Linked DNA regions of Mus musculus: region 2 is linked to region 1. The links are chromatin contacts, called in public HiChIP or PLAC-seq maps. All regions are on one chromosome and are shown on one strand. Each heading gives the region's core, a stretch centred on a gene start, on an enhancer-like site or on the middle of the called end of the contact. The rest is flanking DNA. Distances are from core to core; before and after follow the strand shown.

Region 1 (2,700 bases), core at 18-2,517:
GGAATTGGGAGAGCTGACAGTGCTCTTAACCACTGAGCCATCTCACTAGACCCCACTTGCCAATTTCTTATCTTTCTTTCTTCCTGTTTTAATTTTACCTGCAGGTGGTCTTCAAGGAATAAACCATCAAGTAGGCTCCGGCCAAACCCAGGATTCACACATCACCCAAGACTACGGAACTGTTAGGCCGTGTCACCCCAAACGGAAACACAACTTTGCTTTTGCTGGTGTGGGTAAGTTTGCATGAATGTTAGGCCGTGTCACCCCAAACGGAAACACAACTTTGCTTTTGCTGGTGTGGGGAAGTTTGCATGAATGTTAGGCCATGTCACCCCAAACGGAAACACAACTTTGCTTTTGCTGGTGCGGGGAAGTTTGCATGAATGTAAGGGGTAAGGGCTGAGGAGAGCAAGGAGGGGCCATGCCACTTCCCAGCTTATCGAGTGAAGGCTCACAGCCACCCTTTACTGCCTGCGCTGTAGAAATGAAGCTCAACTCTGCTGCTGGTGCAGTTAGGTTTTAACAGAAGGCACCGGAGACACACTCGCTGCTTTCACAGGTAGGAGGCTCCTGAGACCTGTGCTCCCCAGGTCTTAGCTCCCACAATGCACAATATAAGCAGCACCAATGGGTAGGCACCTTCACCTAGCACCTGTTCTGTGACCAATGTCATAGCTTTAGGTACTTTAGACAGCAGACTCCAGAAAGATCTAGCAGGATAATACCTGAAGAATATTTTGGCCATTAAGGAGTCACAACTGTGCCATCCATGGACACACATACCCCCTCCCCTTTTAATTGTATGTGTATGGCTGTTTTGTCTATATATATATTTGTGTATCCCTGGAGTGCCTGGCATCTGTGGAGGCCAAAAGAAGGCACTGGATTCCCTGGAACTCAAGTTACACACAGTTGTGAGAACCATGTGGGTCCTGATAACAACCCCAGCTCTCTGGAAGAGCAGCAAGCTACCTCTCCAGTAGCCTCACTGAGGATTATAGTATGAGAACGACAGATAGGCGCTGCTCCGTGCAAACAGTATAGTGGTTGCTTCTCACATCCAGTCTTTGGGAATTCATTACTTTGTTCAGCTCTCCCCAGATAGCCTGTGATGTGACTAACTGTTTATCATTTTCCTTGTAGGATTCCACTAACTCCCTTTAACTCTTCTGCCAGAAAACTAGAATCACCTCCTCTAGCCTGATCCAGCTCTGTTGCCTGCCCTCTGTAGAAGAGGAAATGCTGAGTCCCTACATCCTATTCCCTAGACTGAAATGAGGGAACCCAGCCACTGTGCCAGGCATTCCACAAAGTGACTCAACAGGAGGATCTCACTGAAACTACTTTGTTTCTGGAACACATCCTAAGATTTTGAAAATGTTCCAGACAAACGTAAGAGAGGAGTTCCACAGTCCATTTCCAGTTGTGGGCTAAATTTCTGCCTTGTGCTCTACATGGACAAACAAATGCTGGCACATGCTAAAGAACCAAGGGGCTGCCCTGCGTGTAACTGGCACTAGAAGAGCAGGGAGGGCTGGCCCCTAGTTCCCTTCTCTGCCTACTGTTTCCCATGTCCTTGGCTGGTACTCAGCTACTCCAGCTAAAACCCATGGATGCTTTCCTCAATCTGCCACCAGCCAGACACCTCACCCAACCCAACCCAGCAGCGCCCCTCTCTGTCACCACTACTCCAGCTCTGCAGATGTGACCCTAATCACAGGCCACAGAACTTCGCCTCATCCCTCTGTCTCGCCACACCTGCACATTAGCTCTGAGCCCTTGCTCTAGGGTGGGCTCCTCCCAGCACCCCATGCTAAGCAGACACTGTCCAAGACAGCCGGACCAGGCTTGTACAGGATGTCTCCAGGCAACCAGAAGTCAAGACTCAGTTACTCAGAGGACACACACCCAGCAGCCTGCCATTGTCTCCTGCATATATGGCACCCCAGGGGTGAGGAACAGCCGTGGACCTCAGGCCTGGAGCAGCCTGGCGGAGGCAGAACAAGGGCATTCATTACCTGTATGCATTTTTGGAAACAGGACGAGGATCAAACTTAAAGAAGATGATGCACATGGGTTGCAAGGGTGGCTTTGCTCACACGGTCACAAGGTCTGTGGGAAAAGGAGAACAATGAGCTGTGAACAGCAGAGTCAGAGGGCTTTTCGGATGTCTCTCTCCATCAGTGAGTGGGGCTGGACTGGTGAGCACCAGATGCTTGGTGACATAATAGACATCTCCCCTCACCTGGGCCCACCAGCATCAGCTTGTAAGTCCACCGCCATGACACTCCCTTACCCTGGACATGCTACATGGGAGTGGTGAGTGGGTGCTGGAAGGGGCAGCAGCAGCGATAGGAACCACACACGTAAGGCTGGAGTGAAGGAGTAGCAAGTCCTCTCCCCAGCAGTCGCACCAAGTACTGCCCATGAGCCACAGAGGGAGACACCTTCATCTCAGCTCATGGTGCCCAAGGCCAGGCATCAGGGCCCACTCACTGGGGATGATCTGTGACCCATGTCCCCTCAGGCCTTTACCTAACACACACGCCCACCCCAAAGGACCTAATGGTTCTTCGTACCCACATTAGTAGGCAGAAACCAGTGCCAAGCACATGCACACACACCTGGGTGCTGAGGAAACACAGACGAAGTACACAGTCCCTTGGGGCAAGGACCCCATGTCCCAGAGCCTCTGGGGCC
Region 2 (2,700 bases), core at 75-2,574, 280 kb after region 1:
AGGCAGCCTGAAGCACAGCAGGGTCTAGAGGTCTCAACTGCCTCTTCAGGAGCAGATGCAGATGGCAAGAGCAGGCTGAGGCAAGAGTCACTCAGTGTGCCCTAGACTGCTCTGAAGGGTTTCTTTATTTAGTAACGGGTGTTTGTCCAGTCTCTATAATGTACCTAGCCCTATACTCACCACGTGACTGAATGCCAAAATTGAGCCTTAGGAAGGAGCCACAGGGACTGTGGTCTGAGAAGAATCTTGAAGAGTTGGTCCTGTTTGTCTAGCTTCAGCAACCTTCTGACATCTCTTGAACAGCCCTGTGATGAGCAGATCCCTCCTAAGAGATGAACTGGGGAGCGATAGCCCAGCCGTGCCTGCTTTCCAGGGAGCTATCCTGAAGAAGAGTGAGCAGGGGGCTTGGCACAGCTAGACAGGGACTGACAGGTAGTCAGTCCCTCTCACTAGGCTCCTGGGACCCCAAAAGGAGGAACCCCAGCTCCTGGCCCTGCCCATACAGGCCTGGGTAGGGGCTGTGGTATGAGCTTGTTTGTTCTTCGGCCCGTCTTTCCAGTTTGGAGTCTGGGTGTACAAGTGGGGCCAGGGGCCTAGACACAAGGGAAGGGGCTCTGACAGGGTGTGGATGGGGAAGGGCGGGGCCAGGTGCTGCGCTTGCCTGCTACCCTCACCTACCACTCTGAGCTATCTGTTTCCCAGTGGTGCCCTGGATGCAGGGTCTCTGGAAGGGCCCCGGGTCTGGGAACCCTCTGACCTTAGGAGTCCTAATTAATTCAGTCTCCTCTGCTTGGTGTCTGTGGAGTTCTTGGCCTCTGTGTTCCTCTGAAGGGGACCAAGAGGGTCCCACTTTCTCCTCCTGGACCCCCAAGTCCTATACTCTGTGTTTTCTTCCCACCCCAACTACAACTTCCTAAGTACCTCTCTTACTTCCAACAGCATCCTGCCCTTTACTAAATATATGTGGAGAAACCAAGGCCCAAAGAATGAAAGATGTGGAGGAAGGAGGTGTCAGGGGCAGCTCTGGCTGCTGGAGACACTCTGGCTATGAGACACCTGGGGCTCTGGAGGAGTAAGCTCCTGTGGGCATTTTCCTGGCTCCAGATTGTCAGAGGTATGACTGCAGACACCACCACGAAGTTCTGGCCTGTGAAAAATTCAAGGCCCTGTGTAATTGGCTGGACCAGAGACTATGAACAGCATCTGTCCCCAGGGAAGGGAACAGGGCAGCAGAGGCTGATGTGAGTGCTGCTCCCACCTTCCTGCCAGTGACCCTTCCACCAATTTCAGAACTGGGAACCCCGAGGCCCAGAGGCCCTGCACAGTATGCAACCTCACAGCAAGGCAATGATGGTGGCAGGCCTGTCCTGTCTAAGGAACACAGAGGTGAGGGAATCCCCTTGACATAGGATGACAGTGTAGCCATGGTCAAGCTTGGCAGGTTGTGAAAATGGTAAAAGGAGGGCAGTAGAGCTGGCAAGTGATAGCCCCAGGTCAGTGGTGATTTCTGCCAGGCTTGTGAGGAAGTTTTCAGACTGACCAGGAGCCCCACAGGCAGGTACCAATGCTAGGATTCTCTCCAGGGTGTGCTCTGCTCTACCTCAGCCATCCAGAGCCCTGTCCTGTCTGCAGGTAATGGGTCAGAGCAGAGAGTTAAGGTGAGAATACAGCTAGATTGGCTTGTGGTCCCAGAAAGACTGCCCTTTCTTTCTGGGCCTTAGTTTCTCCATCTATAAGATAGTGAAAATTGCCCAAGAAGAGCTGTGACAGGCTCATGACTTAAGGGTAAGATTGTGAGCAAGCTCTGCCGATCAAGAAAACCAGATCTGCCGGGCGTGGTGGCATACGTCTTTAATCCCAGCACTCGGGAGGCAGAGTCAGGTGGATTTCTGAGTTCAAGGCCAGCCTGGTCTACAAAGTGAATTCCAGGACAGCCGAGTTCCAGGACAGCCAGGGCTACACAGAGAAACCCTGTCTAAAAAAAAAAAAAAAAGAAAAGAAAAGAAAACTAGATCTGAGGACTGTGGTCTGGGATAGCTGAACCTGCTAGTACAGTCCACCCTAAAAGAACCCCCAGAGTAGCCTTCCTCTCTTGGTGTGCCCTTGCATTCATGGCTGGACCAGTCCTGGAACATACTTTAAGATTAGGTCCTTTCTGGCCATGGTGGCGCACGCTTTTTAATCCCAGAGTTCCAGAGGCAGAAGCAGGAGGAGATCTGTGAGTTCCAGGTCAGCCTGGCCTACATAGTGAGACCCTTTCTCAAACAAACAAACAAACAAACAAACAAACAAACAAACAAACAAACAAAGTTAGACTCTTAGGTTTTGACTGCCCCAGCACAACTCCAGCTGCCTTGCCATGCACTGCCCTCCTCCAGTATGTTATGTTCTAACCTTTCAAGGCTGACTGGAGGGAAGGTGAACTGGGGTCAGGGGAGGGAGGGGACAGAAGTTTGGAGCCAAGACAAAGCTTCATGGCCCTCTCTTACCCAGGCCATGACAGGAAGAATCCTGCCCCGTGTTTCTGTCACTATGGATCAGGAAGCAGCACACAGATCACCACTTTCATGTCTGTAACCCCAATAGACATCACCAGTGGATCTCAGATCTCTTTCTTTACTGGATGGAAAGGCTCGGCTTAAGTTCCTCGGCTCAAAACCAGACCCTGGACATGGACGTGCTCACCCAGATGGTGCCTAG

The links. HiChIP or PLAC-seq counts read pairs in DNA pulled down with a chosen protein or histone mark.
Region 2: a CTCF HiChIP or PLAC-seq map of the NIH/3T3 cell line shows a contact between it and region 1, with 5 read pairs. The contact joins the promoter of 4930588K23Rik here to the enhancer-like site in region 1. A contact is called at or near these places in 22 of 39 promoter capture datasets (the 3T3-L1 cell line, 3T3-L1-derived adipocytes, the C10 cell line and 15 more), 2 of 15 datasets of contacts at CTCF or cohesin (the NIH/3T3 cell line and embryonic stem cells), 6 of 484 Hi-C or Micro-C datasets (CD4 T cells, the G1E-ER4 cell line, bone marrow-derived macrophages and 3 more), 10 of 115 datasets of contacts at active chromatin or transcription factors (embryonic basal ganglia, embryonic forebrain, embryonic hindbrain and 7 more) and 4 of 9 other capture datasets (adipose tissue, embryonic stem cells, liver and 1 more).

The regions. Positions count from the first base shown.
Region 1 is chr16:18,322,339-18,325,038 of GRCm38.p6, forward strand. It overlaps Tango2 (transport and golgi organization 2), which reads right to left. Exons shown (of 9, transcript NM_001359109.1): 2 at 2,019-2,112. The coding sequence starts at 2,074. Among named protein-coding and RNA genes, the nearest start is that of Mir185, 3.8 kb to the right of the region's middle. Within about 2 kb of position 1,268, at least 40 of the 459 cell types and tissues checked have an H3K27ac peak or open chromatin away from gene starts, as enhancers often do. A contact at or near this core is called in the NIH/3T3 cell line and adipose tissue, where this site is marked.
Region 2 is chr16:18,605,338-18,608,037 of GRCm38.p6, forward strand. 4930588K23Rik (a long non-coding RNA gene) reads left to right here and starts at 1,325. Exons shown (of 2, transcript XR_384719.3): 1 at 1,325-1,386; 2 at 2,494-2,700. RefSeq lists an enhancer at 1-1,286.